Regions from separate parts of the Sus scrofa genome. Here region 2 is linked to region 1. Evidence: chromatin contacts called from public Hi-C data. All regions are on one chromosome and are shown on one strand. Each heading gives the region's core, a stretch centred on a gene start, on an enhancer-like site or on the middle of the called end of the contact. The rest is flanking DNA. Distances are from core to core; before and after follow the strand shown. Region 1 holds the start of HAUS7 (HAUS augmin-like complex subunit 7). Region 2 holds the start of NAA10 (N-alpha-acetyltransferase 10).

Evidence for each region. Hi-C and Micro-C count contacts between places; a contact is called where the count stands out from the background.
Region 2: a contact with region 1 is called in a Hi-C map of epiblast stem cells, with 2.7 times the contacts expected there. The contact joins the promoter of NAA10 here to the promoter of HAUS7 in region 1. A contact is called at or near these places in 1 of 47 Hi-C or Micro-C datasets (epiblast stem cells) and 1 of 2 datasets of contacts at active chromatin or transcription factors (alveolar macrophages).

The regions. Positions count from the first base shown.
Region 1 is chrX:124,252,388-124,259,924 of Sscrofa11.1, reverse strand. It overlaps HAUS7 (HAUS augmin-like complex subunit 7), which reads left to right and starts at 1,792. Exons shown (of 10, transcript XM_021079955.1): 1 at 1,792-1,944; 2 at 2,724-2,839. The coding sequence starts at 1,846.
Region 2 is chrX:124,658,493-124,665,286 of Sscrofa11.1, reverse strand. NAA10 (N-alpha-acetyltransferase 10) reads left to right here and starts at 2,543. Exons shown (of 8, transcript XM_013986517.2): 1 at 2,543-2,776; 2 at 3,245-3,343; 3 at 3,770-3,828; 4 at 4,653-4,698; 5 at 4,785-4,900; 6 at 5,114-5,158; 7 at 5,608-5,692; 8 at 6,529-6,794. The coding sequence starts at 2,756. The coding sequence ends at 6,765. RENBP (renin binding protein) reads left to right here. Exons shown (of 11, transcript NM_213900.1): 10 at 2,009-2,096; 11 at 2,184-2,330. The coding sequence ends at 2,257.

The DNA.
Region 1 (7,537 bases), core at 543-3,042:
GGGGCACCATGATTCTGAGGCGGGGTGGGCAGGGAGGCTGGCGGCGTCTTCCGCTGCCATCGCCATGAGCTGAGGGCCGGTCAGTGGGTTCTTCATGCAGGGGATCAACCCTGGGACCCCCTGAGATGGTCTTCGCTGCTCAAGGTGCTGGCATTCCCCGCACATCCCACCCTGTGCCACAGACAGAGCTGCTGAGTCGGGGAAGGGCTGTTTAGAGTACTGGCTCCATGGAGCTGGGTGGAGAAGGGGAATTTTCTTCCAGAATACACACAGGGGCTGGTTTCTTCCCGATCCTCAGGAGCAGAGGATATGGGGAGGGTGGGGGAGGCCACCACACTGCCATGGTTTCTCCCGCCAAATTCCCCAGTCCTAGGAAAGATCCACAGAAAAAGCCACAAGAATTTGAACGTCTGAGTTGGGGCTGTGATTGAAACGAAATTTTTTAAAAAGAAAGAAAAAACAAAAACAGAAAAAGAGAAAAAAAGACTTAAAAAAACAACCCAAAGCCCCCCTACAACCTTCAGCTGCCAGAAGGGCCCAAGGCAGCAGCCACGTCATCGACGTGGGACGGGACCTCAAGGTGCTTTGCATGTCTCTAGGTCCCTGGACTCCTGCAGTGGGCTGTCCCTTCAGCTCCAGTTCTGAGGCTTGGTGTCCTCAGAGGAGCTTGGAATTCCAAACCATTCAGTAGGGAATCCGGCCGCGCCCCGCAAGGCCAGGCCGGGTCCCTTCCTGTTAGCCCAGGCTCCTGCCCCTGCCCTCCCAGAACAGGGCCGACTGCCTTCTGCCAGGTCCCCAGGTCTCCTTCTCTCTAGACCTGCCCCCGGTCCCATCCTCCAAGAGATGACAGGGTGGGGCACCGAGCAGGGATAGACCCTGGAGGGGATTGAGGGCTGACAGCCCCACTCCCCTGGGCACCAGCCACCCTCCAGCTCCTTCCCAGCTCATCTGATCCCCAAGTCCCCGGGATGGGGGCATTCACTGAGCGGGGGGCTTTTGGAGGGGCGGGGGAGGACAAGGACAGGTTGACAAACTCCGTTTCCGACTCACTGAGTCTGGGGGGGGCCTGAGAGGTGCCAAGACATTTGTAAGTGGACAGGGCAGGAAGGAGGCACCGAACCTTCGGGAAGGCGGAAGACAGAGTCGGGGAGGAGGAGGTGGAAGGAGCAGGGCCCAGCATCATAATAGCGAACATTTCCAGAGCGCTTTTTCCATGCCAGGTATTGTCCTAGGTATTTCATAGGAATTATTACCTCATTCTATCCTCATAGCAACCCAATGAGGTAAACGCTCTCATTAGCCCCATTAGGTGAGGGCAAGGAGGCACAGAGAGGTTAGGTAACCTGCCCGAAGTCGCACAGCTGGGGAGCTGGGGCCGGGTTCGAACCCACGAAACCTCCGTCAACTCCAGCTGGGAATGTGGGAAACCGGAGACAGAGCACCGCTTTGGAAGATGGGACGTTTAAGCTCCAGTTCCGTCCGGTCCAAGGCTTTCCTTCATCCTCCCGCGGAGAAACCGACCTGTGCAGGAGCGCCCTCTCCTGGAGGACGCTCTCCCCGCCGTGTTCTCGGCCCTCTCCGCCGGCCGGGGGCGCCGCGAGCGGGCGACCGAGCGCCCGCCCCGGCTCCGCCCTCTTTCTCGAGGTCGGTCTTCTGGGCGGGGCCGAGGCGTGCGCCGAGGCGCGGCCCAATGGGAAGGCGCGGTGGGGGTGACGGAGGCTCGGGGCACCGCCCCCTCCCGGGCGCCGGCGGTGGGCGGGAGGAGTGCGGGGCCTGCGCTTGATTGGCGGTCGGGCCGGCCAGTCAGCCCCGGGCGCGGGCGGGGCGCGGCTCCGAGCGCGAAACATGGCGGGACGAGTCGCCGTTGGCGGCGGTGGCGGCAGCGAGGATGAGGGCGACGACGCCGTGTTCAAGGCGGCCGTGGAGGTCTTCGGGAAGCTGAAGGTGCCGCGGGGCCGAGGAGCCACCCCAGGCCGGCGTGGGCCGGGTGGCAGGGCGGGCGGGGTGTGGTGCGGAAGTCGGCGGCGCCCGGCGCGGCCCGTACCGGGTCGTTCGGTCCGGCGCCTCGAGCGTCCTGCCCCCGAACTTCTGCGGCACAGACCCTGCAAGACTCGGCCGGGGCGCGCGGAGCGAGCAGAGGCGGGGAGGGCACAAGCCGGGGCCTCAGGGAGCTCGCGCGGTCGGGGTGACCGCGGCGGCGGGGGGGGGAGCGTCCGTGCCCCCAGTCGAGTCAGCGTCAGATGCCCGTGAGGGTACTGGTGAGGAAACCCTTCTCTTGAGGCCAGGCAGCTGTCCCCGGTCGTGCTCCCCGCGCCCCCGCCCCCATCGGGTCCCCGCGCTCCCCTCCCCCCCCCACCCCACGATCGGCTCGGTCGGCCCCGTCCCTCTCCTTTCCCTGTGGTTCCGCAGCCGGGAGCCGCCATCAGAGTCTAGCTAAGGCTCCCAGTTGCTCCTCCGTCCACGTCCAACTTCTGCTTGAGCCCCAAGAGGGGCAGCTTCGATTGATGGGAATTGAACCCCGGGGCGCGATGGCAAGCGCGGCGGGGGTGCCGGCACGCCTGGCGGGGGTGGGGGGGTGGGCGGCGAGCCTGGAGGTGGGTGCTTGGCCGCAGTGAAGGCGTGTGCACACGAGGGCGGTGAGAGCATGATTGTAGATGTGAGTTTCAGCCCTTCGCTGATGGTGGGCTTTCTAAAGCTTGCTGGCTTTCCCTTTCCCTGCTTAGGACCTCAACTGCCCCTTCCTCGAGGGTCTTTATATCGCAGAACCAAAGACTATTCAGGAACTGCTGTGTAGCCCGTCCAAGTACCGCTTGGAAATCCTGGAGTGGATCTGTATCCGGTAATGTCCTTGGTTCTTCCTCACCCCTGGGGTTCGCGGCCACCTGGGGAAGATGGGCTTTTGTTCTCTTCCTGAGGAGCTGTCCTCCATCCAGGGTCACTGTGAGAGCTGCTGCTTAGGTAAGAAGTGCCAGCCGTGAAGGCGGGCTCAAATCTAGGGAGAAATTGCCCTGGGCAGTGCTTCAGTGTGTCTGTTTGCCACCTTGCCGAAGCTGAGCTTGGCCTCCTGGAGTTTTTCGTGCCATGACTACTAGTTTCTGAGCTGGCAGGGACTGGGCGTGGGAAATGATGGACTTCAGCCCTTTCATTTTCAGACCGGGAAGCTGAGGGTCGGTCTGGAGTCGCGAACTGTCTCGGCTCTTGCCACCAGAGAGTGACAAACAGGGCCAAAACCCTGTTTCCCAGTCCTTTGGGTCAAGGTGCACCTTGGGGTGTGTGCCTGGCACCGTGCAAGGGAAACGAAGTCTGCCCAGATGGCAAGGGGAAAAATCCCGAAAGTCCTGCGAAATGTCTCTTCTTCGAGAGCAGCAGCCCCTAGCTGAGCATTCAAGGCTGTGGTGGGGAAGGCTGAGGTGAGCCTCCGTGGGGCACTGGCTGCTGTGCTCTTGGCCATGACCCCCCAGGGCTGTCCCTGGAGTGGTCCTGGCCGGTCCGTCTGTAGTCTCCCAGGAGGCCAGGCCTCTGCCCCTCTTCAGCCTGGCCTGTCTGCCCTTGCAGCTGAGGAAGGTGCCTAGATGGGAGCCTGGCTGGAGCGGGGAGGATCCAGCTCGCACTCAGCTGGTGCGTGCCTGCCAGGCCCCAGGGAGTCAGCAAGCCTGCCCTGGAGGACGGAGGAGGGGCTTTCATGTTCCAGCCTGTGCCTTTCCAGCAGCCTCTCCTCCTGCCATCCAGGCCCTTCCCCAGGCCCCACCCCAGGCTTTGGCTCCGCAGTGCTCTCATAACCTTCTGTTCTCACTGACTCTTCTCTCTCCTGGAATGGCCCCTAAGGTCTCTGCATGTCACACATACTCCTATACAGCCTTTAAAGACCCAGCTCACATGTCCAGTCTTCATTTAAAAAGTCTCCATGAGTTCCTGTCGTGGCTCAGAGGTTAACGAATCTGACTAAGAACCATGAGGTTGCGGGTTCGATCCCTGCCCTTGTTCAGTGGGTTAAGGATCCGGCGTTGCCGTGAGCTGTGGTGTAGGTCGCAGACGTGGCTCGGATCCCGTGTTGCTGTGGCTCTGGTGTAGGCCGGCGGCTGCAGCTCTGATTCGACCCCTAGCCTGGGAACCCCCATATGCCGCGGGAGCAGCTCTAGAAATGGCAAAAAGACAAAAAAAAAAAAAAAAAAAGTCTCCAATTCCCAGGGCAAAACATGTCTCTCCTTCCCTTGGATGCCCATAGCCTCTTGAGCGCACCCCTGCCAGAGCCCTCAGCCTGCTGGTTCTGTCTTGGCCCTCTATCCTGTCGGACTCTCCAGTGCACTGGGAGCTGCTGGAGGGCGGGCCCCAGGTGGGCGCCCCCCCCCCCGCCCCCCCGTCAGCCCCAGGTTGCAGTGTGGTGTTGCGCATACTCGAGACACGCTCCAGGCTGTGGGCTGACAAGCAGGTGCACCCGGGTACCATTCCAGGTGCCTCAGACGGCTGGGTGTCCTCAGGGAGCTGGGGTTTAGTGTCCACAAAAGGCTCAGGCACAATCCCAGTGCTGGGCATCCTCCTGCAGTCTGAGGAGTGGACCTTGGCAGGGAGGAGGTGGTCTTTGATCTGAGAGGGAACGGGGGGCACTCGTTTCCACAGGAGTGGGGAGTCAGGGTGTGGGAGGGAGAGCTGGGCAGCACTGGTCTGAATGGCAGCTCAGGGCAGCTCATGGAGCTCATGGTGAGCCTGGCAAGCCGTGTGAAGCCCTTTGAACTTTATGCTCTGGGCGGGATGAGCATGGGACCAGGGGAGTGATGTATTGAAATTGGCATTTTGGGCAGGGTGAATTGGGCGGATGGACTTGGAGGGGAGAGGCTGGAGGCAGGGAGACCAATGCAGAGGCTGTTGCAATGGCCCTGGGAAAAGATGGCAGGACCCTGGCTTGGAATGGCAATGGCTCATATGACAGGCACTGTCTGCCCTGCAGGGACCCGCGCCTGGTCCAGGACCCTGGGAGGAGAGAGAGTAGTGGGGATGGCCTGGGTTGGTTTTTTCTTTTTAGGGCCACACCTGCAGCATATGGAAGTTGCCGGCTGGGGTGGAATCAGAGCTGCAGCTCCCAGCCTACACCACAGCCACAGCAATGCCAGATCCACATACGTGACCTACACCACAGCTTGCGGCAACACCGGATCCTTAACCCACTGAGTGAGGCCGGGATGGAACCCTCATCCTTGCAGATACTAGTCGGGTTCTTAACCCGCTAAACAACAGCGGGAACTCCAGTTCCTGGATCTTGAATGCAATCCCAGGAGGAGGGAGGCCAAAGTTCCATCTTAGAGAGGCTCTTGTGGGAGGGAGCCCAGATTTGCCTGGCCCGGCTGAAGGGTGAGGACCAGGTCGCTCTGTTGGCCAGAGGGGATGGGTGAGAGGCTACAACTGCAGTCCTCAAATGCTTTTAGTGCTGTTTTTGAATACAAGGAACAGAATCCTTTTAAGAAGTAAGCAGGGAATGTGCAGTGGCTTTTAATGACCTGGACCTGGCAAAGGTGCTGTAGGCCTTTCAGGGGCCTGAAGAGGACTGGACAGAGTTCAGTTTCTCCCAATTTCAGGTTGGCTTCTTTGCATGTGGCTTCGCCACTTCATCCTCCTTTAAGGGCCACTGTTTCACCCCTCTGGGCGGAACCTGGAAGCTGCACCCAGCACTGGGGAGGGGGGCGCTGGCCATGGCAGCTCTTAGTGGCCCCCATGCCAGGCTGGCCTTCAGCACGGGCGGGGCAGAGCCAGAGGGCCCCTGGGTGGCTGCGTGCGCTCGTGTGGCTTTCCTGGGCTCCCGAAGAGCTTTGCTTGCTTCAGGGCCTTGAGCACCGTCGGGTTGTGCCCTGTTCCCTGCTGCTTCCGGAAAATCAGCTTTCATGAAAGTCCTTTCTGAGTGAGGCCGCTTAGGCCTTCGGGGGCTTATTCGTTAGTGAGTTGAGGCGGTTTGTCGGGGTCCAGCCTGCTGGATCCCCGAGCGCTCTCCGCCCGGCGCTTGGTCAGGGAGTGTTGCCCAGCATCCAGGCCCAGGGCCAGCCTCCTGTAGCTTCACCGCCCTGCGGCCCCGCCCTCGATGGCCAGGGCTGAGCGCGCGGCCGCCTTCATGAGGAGGGACGACAGGTGGCGCAGCTGAGGCGCCTGGGCCCCAACCCCTCTTCCCTGCCATCCCGCGGCGTGGGGCCTGGTGCCTCGGGCTGGGTGGTTGGGTCACCGGTCATGGTCCCGCCAGCTCCCAGGGCCCCAGCGTGGTCAGGGCAGGTGGGGCCTGGGATGCAGGCCCGTGGAGGCATGAACTCAGGGAAGGAGCAGTGCCCTTTCCCACCGCGATGAGTCGGTCGCCGGGTCCCTAGGGCTGGGCCCGGGGCCCCCACACCACTGTAGCAGGCCGGAGTCCCGGCCCCAGTCATTCTGGGGAAGGAGCCTGCCATGGCAGCCAGCTCGCGGGGCTCCCTGGCAAGGAGGCGGCCTCAGCTGCTGGAGCCAAGTTCCCGTGGCCTTGGCGCTGGGCCGGGCCTGGAGCGCAGGGCTGGGCGTGCAGTGCTCGGTCCGTGCCCCCCACGGATGAGACCCAGTATGTTGCCACCTCACTGCCTTTGGTTCCGTCCACGAGCTTGGCAGCTTAAGGCAAAGCTGCTTACGGGTGGCCACTGTCCCATTTACCTGTGTGGTGTCATCAAGGCTCCGGTTCCGCCAGGCCGCGGGGACGGCTGGGCCTGCCGTCACCCGACCCGGGAGGCCGGGGCTGTGACCCCACAGCCCATCACGCCAGGAGCCCTCCGATGGCTCAGAGCCGTGACCTGGGGTGGCATCATCTCGGTTGAAGGCGCTAAGCGTGGACGCAGTGGCAGCTGATTCTGTGGCCAAAGCGCGGTCATGCCCTCGTCCCCGCCTACTGGCCACCTTCACGGTGCCGGCCGCCGCCTTAGGCCCTGGAGATGCGGAGGGCAAGCCAGCTCCCGCCTCCACGAGGCCGCAGTCTCGGAGGTGAGAGCCCCGTGGAGGGACAGGCCGTGGAGGGGCAGGGCCTGGGCCTGGCTGTGAATGGGGTGCCGCGGTGGCCTCCTCCGGCTTCCCTGGGTGGGGGCGTCGGCCGCCGGCTTCGTGGGATGCGCTGCGGCCGGCACCGCGCCTCGCGCTCAGGTTGGGCGGGAAGAGCGCGTTCCGGGCGCAGAAGGGCCACCGGGGACCCCGCCAGGGCCCGTGGGACCGCCGCCGCGGGAGGGCTCGGCCCACCGGCTCCCAAGCGCTTTAAGGAAGCTGCCCTGGGCGCCTCCTGAGAAGGCGCTTCCAGCTCTGGCGACGTGCCTTTTTGCCTCCTGGGCAGTGCTTTCATCTTTTTCTCATGAGAATTTAAATGTCAGTGTTCAGATTTACATTTCGGAGGTGAACTTTCCGAAATGTTTTGGGTTTTGTTTCCCTGATAACCTGTGGAGTTGCAATTCACATCAGATAAAATTATCTGTTTTCTTTTTATTTATTTATCTTTTGGCCGTGCCCGTGGCATGCGGAAGTGACTGGGCCAGGGATTGAACCCACGGCACTG
Region 2 (6,794 bases), core at 1,294-3,793, 400 kb before region 1:
ACAGCAACGTGGGATCTGAACCGTGTCTGCGACCTACACCACAGCTCACGGCAACGCCAGATCCTTAACCCACGGAGAAAGGCCAGGGATCGAACCCGAAACTTCGTGGTTCCTAGTCAGGTTCCTAAACACTGAGCCACAATGGAAACTGCCGTAAAGTGAAATTTAAGGGATAAATTTTCAAGAAAGAGGTAGCGATGTCACTAAACCATCGCAAAAGTTATAGCCAACAGGTCAATCATTATTCACTAAGCATCATAACAGACTATACAAAAAGCAGAAATTCAGACATTACAGACAGGGCAAACACTCATCTTTTGTTTTCCTCCTGGGTCAGATCAAGGAGTCGAAAAACAAGGACTGAGCAATGTCCCTGGAAAGAGACCGAGTACATACAGAACAAATTTTACTCCCTCAACTTGTCTCTGTGAGGACGCAGGTTCGATCCCTGGCCTCGCTCAGTGGGTTAATGTTCCAGCGTTGCCGAAAGCTGCAGTGTAGGTCGCAGATGTGGCTTGGATCCCGTGTGGCTGTGCCTGTGACCGGCAGGTGCAGCTTCGATTCGAGCCCTAGTCCCAGAACTGCCGTTTGCCACAGGTGTGGCCTTAAAAAGAAAAAAAAAAGAGTACACCAACTCACAGGCGCCCATTTACACAGACATTTTTTTTTTTTGTCTTTGTTTTTGTCTCTTCAAGGGCCGCACCCGCAGCATATGGAGGTTCCCAGGCTAGGGGTCTATTTGGAGCTGCAGCTGCTGGCCTCCGCCACAGCACCGCCAGATCCAAGTTGCATCTTCGACCTACACCGTGGCTCACGGCAACGCCGGATCCTTAACCCACGGAGCGAGGCCAGGGATCGACCCCTCGTCCTCATGGATCCTAGTCCGGTTTGTTACCACTGAGCCAGGATGGGGACTCCAAGGACGACATTTTGATAGGGGACTTCAATATCGTTGATTTCTTCCTTGGGCCTTCTGAGAAGGGCTTCTGCTCAAGTCTCTTATCTGGAAAGGAAAGAGAAGGGCCTAGACCAGGGGTCTGAGGTCTATACTGGAGTGTCGGGAAGGAACTGGAGAAGCCTCCACGGGATAGGTGCCCGGTGGGATGTGGGCAGGAGAGAAGGGAGTCCCAGGGCATCAACAGAGCTGTGGGGCAGGGGCAGGCTTCGGGTGGCTCCAGGGGAGGGGGAGTGTGTTTGAGACCTGTGGTGTGCAGGGCCGGAGTCAGATGTCATTGCTACATGCCCACCATCTCATCTCCCTGGAAGACAGGCCTGAAGATTAGGCCTCGGAGGAGCAGGGAACCAGGACCTCCTAGGGAGTAACTTGTTATAAAGTTACACGAGGGTTGGGCGCTTCCATCATCAATGTTTTCTTTGTTTCTTTTTCTTCTTTTTTTTTTTTTTTTTTTTTTTTTTTTGCATTTTAGGGCCAAGGAAGTTCCCAGACAAGGGATCGAATCAGAGCTACAGCTGCCAGCCTACACCACAGCCACAGCAATGCGAGATCTGAGCCGCATCTGCCAATTAACCCACTGAGCAAGGCCAGGGATAGAACCTGCATCCTCATGGTTACTAGTTGGGTTCGGGTTCATAAACCGCTGAGCCATGAAAGGAATTCCTGTTTCCTTCTTTTAAATCAGTTATTATTGAAGTACAATTTATATACTCTAAAACGTATCCATTGTAAGCATTTAGTTCACTGAGACATGACAATGTGTATATCTGTCACCACCAGCGCAATCATGATAGAGAATTTCTTATTCCAACTTGCAAGGTTTCATCTCACAGCCTGTGGCCTCTTTCCCAAGCAGTGTTATCTAGGTGCAGACTCCCACCCACCTGCAAAAAAAGGAAAAGGAAAAGCCCTCGCATTCACCTTTGTCCGGGACTCACTTAGGAGCACTGATTGTGGAGCGGTTTAGTGGGGACAGGGAACGCCCCTTCCCCAGGGCCTGTGGCGTCGGGGCGGCTCCTGCAGGCACCACCTGTCACTTCCTCCTTGTTGCAGTTTCGTGATCCCGAGTACGGGGAATGGTTTGGCTACCTGAACCGAGAGGGGAAGGTTGCCCTCACTATCAAGGGGGGTCCCTTTAAAGGTGAGTGGGAGATACGGCAGGGCTTCAGGGGCTCGGAGCGCTCGGCTGCCCCTGGCCCTCCCAACCCGCCGTCCTGCCTCTGCGCAGGCTGCTTCCACGTGCCGCGGTGCCTTGCCATGTGCGAAGAGATGCTGAGCGCCCTGCTGAGCCGCCTCGCCTAGGCTCTACGGCGCCCGGTCCTCGCCCGCTGACCCCGCCCGCCGAAGCGCAGAATAAAGCTGAGCCTGCACCATAGCCCGTGTGCGAGAGTCTCTGGGTCTCGGGAAGGGAGAGACCGCCGCGCTGGCCAGAGGGCACCTGCTCACCAGGACAGTGACCCGCCCCGCGCGCTGGGCCCGCCCACCCTGCCAACAAGGCCCGGGGCCCGCCAGGTCATTGGCCCGACCAGACCCCGCCTCGTCACGCCCCGCGGGGAGGCCCCGCCCCGCCCTTGGCCCACCCTGCGCATTGGCCAAGCGGCCGAGAGGGCGGGCCCGCGGCGCGCACTTCCGGCCGGTGGCCGGGCCCGGTGCGCACCGCCCCTTCCGCCACCGCCCCCGCGATCCCGGACCCAGCTCCAGTCCCAGCCGTGCCCTGGCAGCTCCGGCGACGCTCCGGAGCGCGGCGACAGCTGACTGCGCGTTCACGACCCGCTGGGAGCCACGAGCCCCGCCGCCGTTATGAACATCCGCAATGCGAGGGTGAGGGGCCGGGGCCGGAGGCTGTCCGCGCCGCGTGGGAGCGGGGCCCGGTGGCCGCGTGCGCATGCTCCCCAGGGGCCCAGCCGAGCCCCGGGCCAGTCGCTCTGCGCGCCAGCGGCCGACCGGCGCGGCACAGTGAAGGCCACTAAGCCGGTGGGACTGGACCTACGCGAATAGGAGGCCAGGGGCGCAGGGCCGGGGCTTGCAAACCCGTTCTTTCCGGGACGTCGGGGCGCAGCTGGATGGTGTCTGGGAGCTTCCTGGCGCTCACGTTCATTCCTGGAACAGTCAGTTTTTGCGCAGTGGCTGTGAGCCAGGCCTGTGCAGAGACAGATAGTCACGGCGCCCGCCCAGCCCGGTGGGGTGGGGGGGTGAGTAGACAGCCAGCAGAGTTGTAACAGGTCTGAGGCCTACTTAGTCACCACAGCCCCTGGCCTGACCGCATTCCGCTGCCCTCCTCCCCCGCAGCCAGAGGACCTGATGAACATGCAGCACTGCAACCTCCTGTGCCTGCCGGAGAACTACCAGATGAAATATTACTTCTACCACGGCCTTTCCTGGCCCCAGGTGGGCAGCTTTTGCATTTAGGGATGGCGGAAACCAGACCAAGGAAATTCCAGCCTGGGTCAGTTTGGGAGGGGCAGGCAAGGTCGTCAAGACCCTAGCGGGGCGAAGGGGTGAACAGGCCCTGAGTGTCTGCGGGTGGGGGGGGGGGGGAGAGGTGCCTGAAGAGGGCGGAGGAACAGGGCCAAGGTAGGGATCCCCTCTGTGCCTGTCCACCCCTTCTGGGTTAGGGACCAGGGCACAGTGTGGTGCGGGAAAACCAAGCCACTTGGGCCAGAGCTCAGGAACTGTCACTGAGCTCCCCGCCTGTGCTTGGCTGCCGTCTGTCACACACACGGTAAGAGGCAGGCGGTCGGGCCAGGTGTCCGCCAAGGGCGCCTCCGGCTCTGACAGGCGTTTGTTTTCTGCCTTCTCTTTGCTGTCACCCAGCTCTCTTACATCGCCGAGGATGAGAATGGGAAGATTGTGGGGTACGTCCTGGCCAAAATGTGAGTCACCAAAGGATGGAGAGAGAAGCCTGGCGCCTGACCTGGGCCGGGGAGAGGGGGGAGCACCAACTCGGGATGCTGTGCCTGGGGTGGGCTGGTTGGTTGGTTTCTAGTTCAGTTGTGGCTTTACAAGCAACTGAGGGGCGAGTCCAGGGTTCCCATGTGACCTCTCCCCTCTTCTCTAGTCTCCTATCCTTGACATCTTGCGGGACATTTGTTACAGGTGGTGAGGCGACATTGCTACATTGAAGTCCACAGTCTCTGCCTTCTGCCCTCTGTGGACAGATGGCTCCCAGCACCTGTGCCCCTACTGTAGTGTCAGGCCCAGCAGTGTCACTGCCCTGAAAGTCCCTGTGCTCCTCACAGCCGTCTCTTCCTCCCTCCAGCCCTGGTGGCCACTGATCTCTTTCCTCTCTCCACAGTTTTGCTTTTCCCAGGCCATATGTTTAGAACCCGTGTGTAGCCTTTTCAAACCACCTTTCACTTTAGTCATGTGCGTTGAAGTTTCTTCCACCTGCTTCCATGGCTTGAGAGCTCCTTTCTTTTTTTGGGGGGGGGGCTGGCCTGTGGCAGGTGGAAGTTCCCAGGCAAGGGATCAAACCCTTGCCACAGCAGCGACCCGAGCCGCTGCAGGGACAGTGCCAGTTCCTAACACGCTGCGCCACAAGGGAACTCCAGAGAGCTCTTTTCTTGTTAGCCTTGAACGATACTCCATCGACCCTGCATGTCTTTTGGCTGCTGCCTGGGGTTCTGAGAGTCCTGGCTCCCGCCCCCTGGGGCTGGGACGTCTGAGGTTCTTCACTAACCCCTTCTTCCTGCGCTAGGGAAGAGGACCCTGACGACGTGCCCCACGGCCACATCACCTCATTGGTGCGTAGGGCCCCCCCCCCCGCCGGGCTCTGGGGGGAGTGGGAGTTAGTGGGAGCAGCCCTCGAGGCCCACCTTTCTCCCACCAGGCAGTGAAGCGTTCCCACCGGCGCCTCGGCCTGGCTCAGAAGCTGATGGACCAGGCCTCCCGAGCCATGATTGAGAACTTCAACGCCAAATACGTCTCGCTGCATGTCCGGAAGAGGTGGAAGCCAGGGGAAGGGGAAGGGGGGCGGGGAGAGGGACTGTCTTGATGTGGGTCCTGGGGTGCCTTCCTTGGCTTTTGGAGAAGGTCGGGAAGTGGGATGGGTGGGGCGGGGTGGGGGGGGGACGGGACTCAGTGGGGGCAGGACCTGGATGAGCCGTCCCTGCCCACAGCTGAGTCTGTGGGGCTCAGCAGTGCCTTGTTCCCCTGCAGTAACCGGGCCGCCTTGCACCTCTACTCCAACACCCTCAACTTTCAGTAAGTAGATCCGGATATTCCCGAGGGACTGCGATGGGCCCAGGTCTGGCTTATCCAGGTGGCGGGATGGGCTGAGCTGCCTTCGGGGCAGGGGGGTGGGATAGCTGGAGTTTGCCAACACAGGGAGGGGGCCGGGGACTCCCCACCTTGCCCGGACACCTCCTCCGCTCTCAGGGGCAAGGGCACCCGCCTGCTGCCGCCTGCTCGAGGCCTGATGTGATTCCAGGGGATGTTTGGTGTTTCTTGCTGGGCCGGGAGAAGACTGCCTGATGCTGGCGGGGGCCTGGTGGAGGGCGGCAGTAGAGACAAGGGCCCAGGACAGGAGCAGAGGGAAAGCAAGCCACGATGGAAGTGTCTCTGATAGGGTCCTTGGAGGGGCTGTGCCGCCCTGCCCACTAGGAGAGGCTGCCTCTTGACCTGGGTTGTCCTCCTTCTCCACCCCCCCCCAGGATCAGCGAAGTGGAGCCCAAGTACTACGCAGACGGGGAGGATGCATATGCGATGAAGCGAGATCTCACCCAGATGGCCGACGAGGTAAGAGTCCAGTGGGGTCAGGGCCACCGTCCTGCAGATGAAGCAAAGCAAGGCCGGCAGGGGTGGCCTGAGGCAGCAGGAGGCCGTGATGGCTGGAGGCCAGGTGGACTAGGCGCCAGCCTTGCTGGGAGTCACGGCCCTCCCTCACCTCAGCTGCCCTAGCTGTCGGGGGGGGGGGGGGGGGCTGGACCTTGGCAGAGCTCTAAAGATGGCCATCGAGGGAGTTCCCGTCGTGGCTCAGTGGTTAACGAATCCGACTAGGAACCATGAGGTTGCGGGTTCGATCCCTGGCCTTGCTCGGTGGGTTAAGGATCCGGCGCTGTGAGCTGTGGGGTAGGTCGCAGATGCAGCTTGGATCCCGCGTGGCTGTGGCTGTGGCGCAGGCCGGCGGCTATGGCTCCGATTCAACCCCTAGCCTGGGAACCTCCATATGCCGCAGGTGCGGCCCTAAAAAGACAAAAAATAAATAAATAAAGACGGCCATCGACCCAAGCTTCCATTCTCAGAGGAAGGAACCTGTACCGCCACAGAGGCGTGATGCAAGAGGGAGGAGGCCCTAGAGGTGCTGAGAGACGGGGGCGCCACAGCAGCCGTGGGAGGGAGTCTGGAGCGCCTCCGCTCTACGGGAGAAGAAACAGGCTCACAGAGAGGGCAGCGCCAGGACTCCGCCGGCTCTCCCACCTCAGCCTGTGTTTCCCACCCTGGCCGGGCTCCCTGGCATCCCGCCCCCTGCCCCAGCAAGTGAAAAGCCCCAGGGGGCGGGAGAGGGCCTTCGTGGTCTCGGGACTTAGGCCCTGTCTCCCTCCTCCCGCCTCTCCCTGGGCTCCTGGCGGCAGCTGCGGCGGCACCTGGAGCTGAAGGACAAGGGCAGGCACGTGGTGCTGGGCTCCATCGAGAACAAGGCAGACAGCAAGGGCAACTCGCTTCCAAGCTCGGGAGAGGCCTGTCGTGAGGAAAAGGGCCTGGCTGCTGAGGACAGCGGTGGTGACAGCAAGGACCTCAGCGAGGTCAGCGAGACCACAGAGAGCACCGACGTCAAGGACAGCTCAGAGGCCTCGGATTCGGCCTCCTAGAGCCTGCACGTGCTCGGCTCCCTGCCCTG